Regions from separate parts of the Rattus norvegicus genome. Here region 2 is linked to region 1. Evidence: chromatin contacts called from public Hi-C data. All regions are on one chromosome and are shown on one strand. The core of a region is the stretch at or near the end of the contact, and the rest is flanking DNA. Distances in the headings are between cores, read along the strand shown.

Region 1 (6,885 bases), core at 2,905-5,404:
CACTAATAGGAACTGTATTGAATTTTCTTTGTTCATTTGAGGCAGGCTCTTCTACTGCAATATCACCCGTGGGTAGCCTGAAACTTGAGCTCCTCCTGCCTCTGCCTTCCCATGTGTAGTGGATATAGCACGAGCTACTCCTGGCATAGCTACTCTTCAGTGAAGGTTTTGTTCCAAATATCTTGGTTAGTGTTTCCCATGTATTTTTATTAAACTTTAATCCTACAAATTCTTCTGGTTTACGTGCTATGTTCATCATATGGGTAAAGAAGGGAAAACCACAACTGAGTAGTCATTTGCTCAAGCGGACACTGTTAGGATCATCGGAGCTGGGCTCAGCACTGACTTGTGGTGCTTTGGAAGAGAAATGCCCTCTGTGGTCTCAGACATTTGACTGCCTGATCTACAGTTGGTGGTGCTGTTTGGGGAGGTTCTGGTGGTACAGCCTCACTGGAGGCAAGCTTTGAGATTAGAAGCTGCCTACCTCACCCAGTTTGCTCTCTCTGCTTGGAGCTTGCTGTCAAGGATGTGAGCTCTCAGCCTCCGGCATCTGTTGCTATGTCTGCTCATTGCAATGCCTCCCCACCAGGATGGACTCATGTCCCTCTGGAACCACAATCCTCCCTTCCTTCTATAGGTTGCCTTTAGGGGATGATATTTTATCACAGCAACATAAAAGTAACATGCACGACAGCCAAAGCCGTGCTCTCACTGGGACATGGTTTCTATTTATAGGGATTATCGTTTTTCGAGATATACATTCTTCAGGTATAAATTTGACAAACAGACGGAGATTACTGGGATTCCCAAATGCATTTAAATCAGCAGCTATGTAGCAATCCTGAGGACCAAAGTTTGACCTTCAAAATGATGTGTGAGTGTTCATGTATTGATGGCAAAAGACGTGGGTGTTTTTCCTATAATTACATTCCTGGAGTTCTCATCAATTTCTCTTTCTCTTTGGCTTTACAGTTAAAGGAACAGATGATTTAGTTATATAATTAGGCTTCTTCCCACTTCAGTGAAAGCTGATGGTGCTATAGCTAAGCTATGACCATTCCTGTGGTTATCTAGAGTAGCACATGGGGCCTCTAGCTATTATCTGTCCTAGTCATAGACGCAGATATACACAGCTATGCAGCAGAATCAATATTGTTAAAATATTGACTTTAACAATATGCTCCTTGGAGCTGTAAATAGAATTGGATGAAGCATTTATTTCCCAACCTTTTGACGTTGTAAATGTGGAATCCTGTCCCGAAGCTAGCTAGCATCTTTTCAACAGCCCCTTTTTGGCCTGTTCCTAATTCATAGGATCCCAGACCTAGAGGTTCAGACCAGGGACACTGTTTCCCTAGCATACATTAAGTTCAGTTCCTACGCTCCCTCATCCCCCAAGGAAAACATGGAGCCTATGATTTGATTCCTGACTCAACAAGATTTAAATCGCAGCTCAAACTTCAAGCATTTATAATCTAGTCCATGAAAGCAAAAGAGCAAGAGTCAGCATGACTAATTTATTTATTTGAATTAGAGAGAATTCAAAGGAGAGGAGCCAATATAGAGGGGGAAAAAAAAAAGAAGGGGGAAAGCAGTTAGTTTAAAAAGTTGAGAGAACAAAGTATGTTTTGCTTGGATGGGCAACCAAAGAAGCCTGCCAGGAATGGTCGGTAAAAGGTGTAAGAGTCATGAAACGTCTTCTGTCCAACCGTTACCGGAAACATGCAAGGAATTTCCTAGACTGGCCAGGATTGGATTGTGGGAAAGGTCTCTTCAAGCCTCCCCTTGGCTTTTATGGCAAGAAAATAGTGCGGACTATAGAGAGCCGTCGTTCTCAAAGCTTGTCCCCAATAGCAGAAAAGCATTGTCCTAAATTCCCTAAAAGGCACCGTGAAATAAATATTACGAGGACACGATGGCACAAGAAGGAGCTTTCAACTCTGCCACCAGAACAGTTATACTTCATAGTAACCATGTTGCCCTGTTCAATGACAAGGCACGCTCTCCAGCAGAAAGGGAAAAGGAGCTGAGTTCGCACACATGTTTGAGTCAAAACTCAAGAGAGGTGTCGGAAAGAGGTCATGAACCGCCACAGCAGTCCTGAGGGGTTAGTGTCTTTAGGTTCTAGGCACATGAATGTTACAAGACGGAACCACACCTGCACAGTACTAGGCTCCGCTGTACCCCTCAGATGTCATGCCTCATCCAAACTGGGCTCCAACTCGGTATTTGGCCTAGAGCTACGCTGCGTTTCTCATCTGTAAGTTGCAGCGCCCTAGTCAATGTTAAGGCCCACTTCTGCTTTCAATCATAGGAGAGGCACTCAGAAGAGAAACAAAAGTGAAAGCTCTCGAAGGAACACACACTAGTAACCTAAAGCACCAAGCTCTATCACTGAGAGACCTGGCAGGGTTCCAGACATTTATCCTTTCAGCAACTGTGAACACGGGGCACCTATCGCATCCTGTGGATGTGAATTAACACGGTAGAACACGAATCGGTCCAAGTCTCTGCAGCAGTCTCCTCAACCGTCTCTGGCACTCAACAACCATTTATTGAAATTTCTACCTCAATAAATCCAGCCACGATGCAAAGCCCTCCCCCAAACAAAACAAACAAAAAAAGCCAGCCTGCAATGTCACAAACTCTCCCTAAGCTGTGCGTCCCCCTTTAGGAAAAGAGCGAAAGGGGAGCAGAAAGAAAATCCGAACTGGTCTGATTCTGCCTGCCCTCGCCACGCGGTGGTGGCAAGGACCAGCATCAGAGCGAACTGTTTTACAACTTAGAAAATGCAGCGGTCTTTCAATTCTGTCAACTGAATAGACCCCTGGGCCACTGGAGCCAGGAGAGGGCAGGCAGCCTGGTACCCAGCAGAAGGCTGGAGCACACAACCCGCACAGCCAGGATCCGCAGACCCAGATGACGGGAAGATGCTCCAAGCGCCCCAGTCTCTGGCTCCCGGGCAGGGAGAGGCGGACGCGCACGCGCGCGCACGCACCACGTCCTTCGCCCGGAGTTGTGTCTCGTCTCCCTTTTGTTTTTCTCCGTTCCCGGTCATGAGACCCGGAAGTTTTTTTTTTTTTTTCAATCCTGTCTCCCTTTTCCACCCCCCTCCCCAATCTATCACATGGCAAAGCTAGAATAAAAACAGAAAAATGGCGACGGTCACGTTGTGGCGAGCCTTGCTGCGTCATTAGATAATCCTCATGCAAATAGCGGGAAGAACAAAGGAAGGGGGGCTCGGGACCCCCGAGGGCTCAGGTGGGTGCGGGGCGCGCGCGGCCGCGGGGGCGGCGTCCATGTGCGCGCTCCGGGTGCTGCGCTCTCGACCCCGGGCTGGCGGCGCGCCCTGGCCGGCCGGCGGGGCGCGGAGAGCGGCTCTGCGGCGCGCGCACGGCGCTCGCACTCGGGCCGGCCCGGTGCCCCGGAGCCCGGAGACGGCGGCGGGGGCGGGGGCTGCAGTCGGACGCCCATGGTAGCACGGCGCCAGCTCCGGTAGGCGGCGGACCGCGCGGGGCGGCAGCGCGGGGCCGGGCCCGGAGCTGTGGCGCACTCGCTTTTTCCCCCCACCCCCGCCCGGTTGGCTGGGCGCTGGCGTGGTTCCCTCGCCGTCCCGCGGCCGCTGGAAATAGAGCCGGGATGTTGTTTACATGACGGATCCGGCAGGAGGAGTCTTCGAGGAGGAGGCGGAGAGAGGAAGAGCGGAGTCCCCACGGCAGCGGTGGCGGGCCGGGGTGAGGGCGAGCGCCGCGCGGTCCCCGAAGCCAGGACACTGGAGCCTAGGGTAGGCAGGCGGGGACGCGGGCTGCGGGAAGGCTGTCACAGGGGGCTTTGGGGTTCCTACCCTGTCACGCAGACTCTTATGGGCAGGGAGAATGGAGAGAGGTTGAGAGAACCTCTGTTTCCCCTCACGTTCGGGAACGCCCCCCCACCCCTTATCCCCACTCTTTCCCGCTTCTCCCTGGACTCACCTGTTTATTTCCACCTCTCAGGGCTTTGGGGTTTTGTTTGTTTGTTTCAAATATGGGACAGAGGGGCTAGGGTTATTATTATTATAATTACTAGCGAGATTATTGGGAAGGCGAGAGCGTGTTGCTATAATCGATGCTAGTCCAGGTCGGTTTTCAGGAGGGGGAGGGGACTTGGCGGAGACCCCGGCTTCTGGCCGTAGCTGACCCCAGGGCGCCTCCCCGCCTTCCCGGTGAGGAATCCTTTCCCTGGCTCCGCGAAGCCAGCTGCCACCTTCTTGGAGAAAGACCACACCTATGCTTCTTCCCGCTTTGGAGGCGAGGTGAGCTAAGAAGCCAGGCAGTGCCCTGCCCACCAGAGTTTGGCCAGACCTCGACACCCCAGAATTGGTAAAAGGTGTTTCTTTTCACCTGCTTATAGCGTTGGTACGTCAGCCCTCTAGTCCCCAGAAGTTGCAGTTCACAGTTTACATTAGAATTTGTCTCTTCCTTACCCTTCTTCCCCCGTCACCCCCCCTCCCCCAACGGCAATGAACTCTTGAGTTTAAGTTGAGAAAGAGGTGTCCCCTGCCCTGCCCCTAGTGAGGTTTTGTTTTTGTTTTTGTTTTTAATTCCACAGTGGAATTAATTTACTCAGATCTACACTTCCCCAGTCTCCTCTATCTCCCATTAAACTTAGCCCAAACCAGGCCGAAGCTTCTATTCCCTGTGGGCCGCACCCTGGCCCCTTGCCTTTCTTCAGAGCCAAATGCCTCTCAAAGCAGAAGGCACACCCAGCCCTAAGTCTCTTCCAGGAGGGAGGGAAAGAAAAGGGATTGGGGGGTGAGGGGAACGGTATCCTCAAGTTCCGGTCCGAATCCCCCAGTAGCATTCCCCTCCCAGAGCCTCCTAAATTCTTCCTAACAGCTGTTTCTGCAGCCTCTTTTGCTCCTGTCCTTCTTGATGTTTAGATGGAGTGGATGGAGAAAGATAGTCTCCCCCCACCCTTATCCTAGAATTAGGCATTTTTTTTCTCCTCTGTCTTTTCATTTATTGTGTTTTGCATATTCAAGCGTGATTGCCTGCTATTAGAGTTGATTTTCTTCCTGGCTAGTGACTAACAGAGACTCCTGAGGGAAGGTGAGGTGAGGGCTGTTGAGAAGGGAATCATTCACCACGTGTCCTCAGAATTGCCAGAGAAGACCCTTCTGAAGAAGGCACTTCTCCCTTCCATGACATCACCACTAAGCCCTTCCAACTTTAGTTTCAGAACAGGAAGAAGGCTCAAAATAGAACTACCTTAGGAATCCAGTTCCTTCACGAGATCAACTTTTACATCAGCGGCTGAGGGAACAAAGTGAGCTTTGACCCGGAGTGAAAGGGAAGAGAAAGCGGTAGTGTTAGTAAATGCTTTTCTCAAGGTTGGCTGGTATATTGAGGCTAATGAGTGATAATTAGGTGTGGTGTTTATTATTCATATGTATTGGCATGTACACGGAAGCATATGTGTAAAGTAGGACTCATGGACTGTGATCTGCAATCCTGGTAGACCAGCCTGGTAGACAGAAGCTAGGAAGGGGTACTTGAGAAAGAGGGAGTCTGAGGATGCAGCAGCTGCTCTCGGTAAGTTGAGAGGCTTAGTGTAAACAGTAATTGTAACTTTCACAGGGTGACTAATGTCCTAGACAAAGACGGCCCAGTGTCAAGCTTTCTCTCCTCAGAAATTAACCCTGGTTGGGCTCTGGCTATCGTGGCATTTTGTAGACCAGGCTAGCCTGGAACTCAGAGATCCACCTGTCTCTGGGATAAAAGGTGTGTGCCACTACAATTGGCTGGTATCTCCAATCTTCTCCTATATGCTCCTGATTTGAGACAACACCTTTCTCCCTAAGGAGCACTTTCCAGAAACAGCTGCTTAGAAAATACTTTTGTAGAAAAAGAAAATACTGAAACAGTTGGTGTATACTGTAGCAAGACTTGCTGCTCAGTGGGGTAAGGGCTTGTATTCTGATTCAGGTTTAAAAGAATCCACGTGGCTTACAGAATAGTCTGTACCAGCTACTACTGTAGCTGCTAGCAACCCTGGGCACCAGCCATCTAAACTAGAAAGGCTGATGAGATCAAGTTTTAAACCCACTTAAATTTTAAAACCCATAAATGACTCAGGTATTGGAAACTTAACTGTTTGGAAAACACACACACACACACACACACACACACACACACACACACACACACATATATATATATATATACACATATATATATACACACACATACATATATATATGTATATATATGTATATATGTGTGTGTGTGTGTGTGTGTATTGGGATCTAAATACAGATTAACTATCTCTTGAAAATTCAGTACTGGACCCAAGATATGTTTTAAGTATAAGTACAGTGGATACTTATACTTAAGAAAAATAGGTTATTAATATGTCTCTTACTAATTTTAGCTCAGTGGGATTTTTTTGTTTTTTGTTGTTTTCCTTTTGGATTTTCAAGACGGGTTCTCTGTGTAGCCCTGGCTGTCCTGGAACTCACTCTGTAGATCAGGTTGGCCTCGAACTCCTGTAGATCCTCTTGCCCTTTCCTTCTGAGTGCTGAGACTAAAGGTGAACACCATTAAGTCCAGCTAATTTCAGTTTTAAAAAATGTGGCCACAGAGTATTTAAAGGCACACATGAAACTTTGTAACTTTTGTGAGTCTTACTTTATTTAACACCTTGCAGCAGCTGGACTGCTTTGGTCTCCGCATTCTGTCTTTATAGCCATGGATTAATTGCAAAGAGCTTCATCAACTATCTGCTTTCTACTGCTGTAATGCGTGTGAAAACTCAGGGACCCAAGCACATGAAACTATTTCTCCGTCTCAGCCCTCCTAATGTCTGTTTTTCAGGAGGTTAAAAACAAACTAACAAAACATGGAACAT
Region 2 (6,885 bases), core at 2,995-5,494, 64 kb before region 1:
ACTCTAACCCACCAGTACTCTGTCACTGCCAGGCAAGCACCCTACCAACTGAGCTACATTCCCACCCCAAACTGGAATTTTTGATGGGATCCATTCTAAACTATTTTTTACTTAATGAGCACTGGAGCTTTACTTGCATGTTTGTCTATGTGAGGATGTTAAATCTCCTAGAACTGGAGTTGCAGACGGTTGTGATCTACCATGGGGGTGTCGGAAATTGAACCTGGGTCCTCTGGAAGAACAGCCAGTGCTCAGGACTCTGAGCCATCTCTCCAGCCCCATACCAGCTTTGTGTGTCTATCTATACACAAGTGCTTTACACACACACACACACACACACACACACACACACACACACACATACACACACACATACACTCGTGAGTGGGGGTAAAGGCAGCATAATATTCCCCGTGAGAGAATGCACAGCTCGGCTCCTTGAAATTTAAGGCAAGTCTTCCAATTTCTTCATAGTGTGTGCTAAGAAAATGCAAGCGATAGACCTGGGGGCAGGCCCTCAGATAAGGTATGTGATAAGCCTCAGCCTGTACAGCCCCAGGCAATCTAGGAAAGGCCAAGGGAAAAACAACTATCAGGAAGCCAATCTCAAGTCCCTTGTGAGCACTACTCTAACTGAAGCAGGCTATGTAACTTCTGGTACAACACTCAACTTCCGGCTGGACTTGTCCCTTTGGTATTGCGAACATGAACCCTCTGTGGTGTATCAAGTTTGGCAGACCCCAGTGTCAGAGGTAGAACGTGCTATAAGAAGGTGCAATAAGGGGGCTGGGGATTTAGCTCAGTGGTAGAGTGCTTACCTAGGAAGCGCAAGGCCCTGGGTTCGGTCCCCATCTCCGAAAAAAATAAAAGAGAAAAAAGAAAAAAAGAGGCACAACATTCACTAAGTAGCTCCTCCTGGCACATGCCTATAATGCTAGCACCTAGGAAAGGCACAGGCCAACAGAGTTCACACACAGACTCATCTCAAAAAAAAAAAAAAAAAAAAAAAAAAAAGAAAGAAAAGAAAAAAACAAAAAAACTAGATAGAGGATAGAGGTACATTATTTTCATCACTACCTCCTCCCCGAGTCACCCCCAGCATCAGGCATACAGACACAGCAGACAAACAGCCATCAGTCTCCCTTTCACTATAGTCAACGAACAGCTGATACAATCAGCATCGTAAGTGCAGAGGAAGAAGATGGATCCTGCAGGGCCGATTTTTGCCAGACTGTGGCATGCAGGAGGCAAGCCATGTAGTCAAGAGCCTGCCCAAATCCAGGCTGCAGCAGATGGCTGAGCTACTTCCCAATTTAAATTGTCAACAAGATTCGACTTCCTGGGTTTGCTGTGTTTCATCATCACCCTAAGCCCCTCGCTTAGACCTCTGTCGACATTCAGTGACATCACGCCCAAGTCAACTTGGAACAAGCCAATTTCAAAATAAACTGCAGTCTTTCACTTCTATTTTTCCCCTGGCCAAGACTTTTAATTAGTTCATGGTGGGGAAACAAAAAAGAAAAGGTGATTTCAAAAAGCATTTAAAAGTCGCTCTTACTATGAGAGAAAGGGGTAGGGGAACGAAGGCAACAGAAACATTTCGGGTGATGGTGACATGTGACTTTAATCCCAACACTTGGGAGGCAGAAGCAGGAGAATCTGAGTTTGAGGCTGGCCTGGTCTACAAAGTGAGTTTCAGGACAGCCAGGACTACAGAGAAATCCTGTCTTGAAAAACCAAACGGGAAAAAAGAGAAAGAAAAATTAAAGTAATGACGGGAGCTGGAGAGGGGGCTCAGCATCAGGAGCACTGGGTGCTCAAAAGGACCTGGATCAGGCTCCCAGGACCCACCATATGTCAACCATCTGTAGATCTGATGCCCTCTTTAGACATAAACGTGGCTCTTATATAGATGTAATATCCATACTTGTAAAATAATAAATTGGCCTTTTTTTTTTAAAGGGGAGAACAAAAGACAGCCAAGTAAAAATAAAAAGCTTTCTAAATGCCTAAGTAGAGAAATAAGCTATCTCTTATCTTAGAGCCATGTGTGGAGGGAGGCACAGGCCTTTAAACTCAGCAATCAGGAGGGAGAGGCAGATGGATCTCTGAGTCTGAGGACAGCCTGACCTACATAGCTAGTTCCCGCATCCAGGTCTACTCGTACAGTGATAAAGAAGTCTTTGCCCTCATGTTCCACAGCAAGGGCAGGAGAGCCTGGGAGACAGCTTCCTTCTCCAACCTGAGAGAAGCATCATGGAGGTACGCAGCTCCTCAATAGATTCACCTGACCGTTATGCTACCAGACCCCCAACTGCCTCAGCACCATGGCCACCAACTATATGTAAGTATATGGTGGCTTCAAAATCAAGTGCACAGCCATTGAGTGAGGTCAGACAGCCTACCCAATAAAGGCAGCTACCTAGACTCCCCAATTAAAAAGAAAGAAAGAAAAAATGCCTATAGTCTAGCCACAGATTGTTCTATGTGAAAACTCTTCTTTCCAGAAGGGAGCTGCGGAGGACGTTATGACATGCAATGGATACTAAGCTATCTTGACTCATCTGGCTTTCCCTAGAGCCTTACTGGGAGAAGCCCAACCCTATGCACAACCCCTCCATCTGTATTGCTCCCCTCCCAAACTGTATTCCAAATTCGGAAAGTGCATTAGAGGGGGACTGCCTGGACGACAGTACTTCTCTAGCATTCACATAGGCATGAAGGTCCATCCCCAGCAAAGAAAAAGGAGTGCAGTATACCGACAATCCCAGTTACTGAGACAGAAGAATGACTACTAACTTAATAAGCTACTTCTCAAATCTAAGGGCCAGTGAGGTGACTCAAAGTATAAATGCACTTGACAGGAAGCCCCAAGGCCTCTGGTCCGCACACACAATGCTAGGACCACATTCAAATAACACATAAATAAGATATTAAATTTTAATTTAAAACCATTTTTGGATGTCGTTCAGTGGTGTGGTACCTGCCTAGACTATTAGAAGACCTGCTACATGTAAATGCTTCCATCTCAGACACAGGTATGAGGGAAAGTACCCTGGATTATCCAATCAAAGCTGGCGCCTTTCAGATGCTTCAAGTGGTTGCTTTTAATCTGCGTTCTTTCCAACACTGTCCTCCACCCACCTGTTCATGATCTTAGGTGTTTCTGAAATGAAGATCTATTAACAATTAGCTAGCCCATAACAAGCCATAACCACCTTGCACACAAATGAGAACAGAAATAGGGAAGGACTTCATGGGCAACTCATTTCAAAGGGGGTTATGCTAATTACACTCATCTGCATCCCAGGAGGGTCTGCACCCTACAGTAGCCTTCTCTAGAACTAAGAGCCCAGGAAAGGAGAGTAGGGAGGCACTGCAAGACTAGGAGATGGGACGATCTAGACCCCCAACTTCACCGCATCCACCGAGCGGGGTGCCACTTGCAGTAAAGCTGAACTCAAAATGCAATCTTTTAAAACAAGTCTCCAGGCGGCCAAGCTGGGCTTGAGGAAGAGGGGAGTTAGCGGGGACAGGGGACAGTTTGTCGCGGCCGCCTGCAGCGACCACAGGCCTTTCACCGCCACGCAGCACTTAGCTCCAGGCTGGAGCGCGCGCGAGGGGCGTGGGGGAGCGCGCCGCAGAGTCCCTGCGCGCCGGCGGCCGCGACTCCCACAGGTGGGCGGCGGGCGGTGCTCCGCTTCTCGCCGGGGAAGACGACCTGCGGCTGAGCGGGACCACAGCACGGTACCCAGGGGCTCTGCTTACCGGAGACCGCATGAGAGGCCAGTTAGGGTCCCCGCCGAGCGGCTCGCGTTTCCCTCGGCCTGTCGTGCAGGGTCCTCCGCACTGGCGAGCGCCCACTGCAATCGAAGGCGGTGCCGAGCAGCCTCGGCCTCCTCCGGGCGCGGTTAAGCCGCGCGGGCGGGCGGGCGGCCGGCTGCATGCGCCGCGGCACGTACGAGCCCGCACTGGCATACGCGGGCGGGGGCAGGGCGCCGGCGCCAAGGGGACCCGAGCCCGCGACCGCCCCGCTCCCAGCCCGACCACCCCACCAGGATGGTCGACTACCCTTTCTCCCCCGCCTTGGCTCCTCACCCGTGTTGGTCTTTAGGTTCTCCCGCAACAAGTGGCCGCTGGAGAGATGCTGGAGGCCAAAGTTCTGGGCGATCCTTTCGCATACCGTGCCCTTGCCAGAGCCAGGCGGCCCCAGGATGACTGCGCGCAGGAGTTTGGAAGCCATGGCTTTGGCGGTGGCCAGGACAGCAGCCCGCGCACTTTGCACGGCAGCCCCTGCCTCAGCACCTTCCGCACGCCGGGACTCGCCTGCCACCCCTATAAGGAAGGGGGGGCTTTTAAGACTGCCCCGCCCCTCGGCCCCGCCCTCCGCCACCTCCTCCGGCCCGGGCTGCGCGGGTGAACCGTCGCAAGCCTCACCCTCACTCCCCGACCTGCAGGCTCGGCCCTTTGGGGTCAGAGGTCAGTCAGACCCACCCGGGTCCTTCCCTGCAGCCCAGTCCAGGCGTGCGACTCCGGGAAGCCGGTGCCGGTCCCCACACGTGGGCAGAGCGGGAGCAGCTCGCCGGCCGCTTCTCGGTGACTGTCTCATCCCCAGAGTGGCCGCTGCCCACAACTGGAGGGGCCCACCTCCGCCCCAAGCAGCTGGAGAGACACACACCTCGGCGGAAAGGAGAGACCAGACTTAGCCCGGATCCCGCTGGGCGGCGCCGCCTCTGCCCGGCTGGCCGCGCGGGACTCGCTGCTTCTTACGTAAGCCGGGAGCGGGCTCCTCTCTACCGCCGCCGCGCCCCCTCCTCTCCCCTCCCGGCGTGTCCGGGGCCAGGCTGAAGCTGCGGGGGCGAACGGAGATGGAGCCGCCCTGAGGGAAAGGAACCGCCTGGGGACCCGGTCTATTGTCAAGGAGAAGGAAAAACACAACTTGTTGAGCGCCTACCCTGTGTCCAATTCTAGGCTGTATGATTTTATTATGCAACCTTTACAGGTACCGTTGGAGAAAGGCTTGGAATATTCACTATTGGTTCATATGTTTAGCAATGTAGAGTGGACATCTTTTCTTGTTTTAATCCCTGTGAGAGAATCAAATCGCCTGAGACTAGCCCTTGAACCAGAGTAGCTTACGCCAGTATTCATAGCAAGCCCTGGCAAGAGTAGAAAGTTGTGGGCGGACCTGAACTACTTATTTATTGAGACCCAGTCTCCAAAAACAAAACAAAACCTATTGTGTGTCCAACACTTTTCTGTTTGCTTGATATACAACAACAAAAAATGATGGAGCCCCTGCCAAAATTCTGAAACCTTGACTGGCTCCAAAACCAGCGCCCTGGAAAGGAGGAAGAGAAAGATGACTTTTTGCTGTACTCCGACCAGACAGATGATTCCAGGGCTTCTGTGCCTAAGATGTGTTACTCCCAACTCCCCACTCACCAACTCAAATGGAGGCTTTCTTTTCCTTACCCCTCACAAATACCAACCTAGACTCCCGCATGCTTCAGCCTTTGTTTTGGTTTGAGACAGGGCTTCTCTTCACAGCCTCGCCTGGTCTTGAACTCATGATGATGCTCTTGCCACAGCCTTCTGAGTACCAGGATTATAGTAACCAGTCACTATAATCCTGCTGCCTACTCTCCCAGTTGTGTTTCCAAGTTACATGAAAGCCCTCAGTGTCCCATCCAAGTACTAGGATGATCACCTGTAAGTCTGTCTTCTGCACCCTTCTCTTTTCTCTGCAGTTACGAGGAATACGGCTAAAGTAAAAACCTATTTCTGTTACTTGCCCACCTTGGTGTGTCCCACCTCCTTCCTGAGGTGGAAGGTTGCCTGCCTTGCTGGAATCCTTTGCGGAGTTCTGAGCATAACTGAGAGAGGGTGAGAAACAGCACAGTAGGGACACTGTGGAAAAGAGCCTCCTAGATCCCTGGCTGTCACGTGTGGTGGAGAACAGAGCATGATATGGTATCTTGCCAACCCAGCTTCCCTGGTTGCCATTCCACACACAGTCTTGGCAAGACAACACACTCAGGCCACCAACCCTGTGCCAACGTTTGTTCCGTAAACTCATTTCCTAAAATATCCCAGTGTGCTATAGACTTTACTGTGCACTCCTTCAATGAGCCTTTCGATGAAGAACAAGGAGAAAGGCTTCTAGTGTGAGGGGGCTTCAATCTCTTGTGTTCCTGCCATAGGCTCTGTAATAAAACAGCTGATCGTTCTTTACAGTGATTGATCGTTAGACAAGAGCCTACCTCAGAACCACCTGGAGAGCTTGTTTAAAACATCTTGCCGAGTGAGGGCCACCAAGGCATGAGGACTTGGATTCAGCCCCAGCACCTGTGTATTAACTGTTGGACACAGTGCTGGGAAGAGGAGACAGCAGGATCCTTGAGGCTTACTGGCTAACTAGTCCAAGCAAATTGATGAGTTTCAGATTCCAAGAGAAACCCTATTGCAAAATGCAAAGGGAGCCACCTTCCCTGGGTCCTCCATTCAGCAGGGAGGCTCTAATAGTTCACCACAGGGACGATGGTGCTGTTGGTGAGGAACTTGGCTGTCTCTAGGGACCTCAAAAAGACAGTTGGCAAACAGAAGTGCTTTCTGAGGAAGCAACCTGAAGCTGTTCACCTTGACACAACTTTGAAAGAAAGAAAAAAACAAAACAAAACAAAAAAACCAAACAAACAAACAAACAAAAAAAAAACAAACCACAAACCTAACTTTATCTCTTTAAAGAACCCAGTAGGGTTGGGCATAGTGGCTCCCAACTTTAACCCTAGCAAAGAGACAAAAGTACCAAGTGGATCTCTGAGTTCAAGGCCAGCCTGGTCTGTGTGTGTGTGTGTGTGTGTGTGTGTGTGTGTGTGTGTGTGT

The links. A called contact is a pair of places that touch in the nucleus more often than the background predicts.
Region 2: a Hi-C map of mammary epithelial cells shows a contact between it and region 1, with 1.9 times the contacts expected there. The contact joins the promoter of Ak4 here to the enhancer-like site in region 1. A contact is called at or near these places in 3 of 12 Hi-C or Micro-C datasets (frontal cortex, mammary epithelial cells and prefrontal cortex).

Annotation. Positions count from the first base shown.
Region 1 is chr5:121,088,805-121,095,689 of GRCr8, reverse strand. It overlaps LOC120102934 (a long non-coding RNA gene), which reads left to right and starts at 840. Exons shown (of 2, transcript XR_005504912.2): 1 at 840-3,784. Within about 2 kb of position 4,154, at least 42 of the 93 cell types and tissues checked have an H3K27ac peak or open chromatin away from gene starts, as enhancers often do.
Region 2 is chr5:121,152,495-121,159,379 of GRCr8, reverse strand. Ak4 (adenylate kinase 4) reads right to left here and starts at 4,244. Exons shown (of 5, transcript NM_017135.3): 1 at 4,099-4,244. The coding sequence starts at 4,243.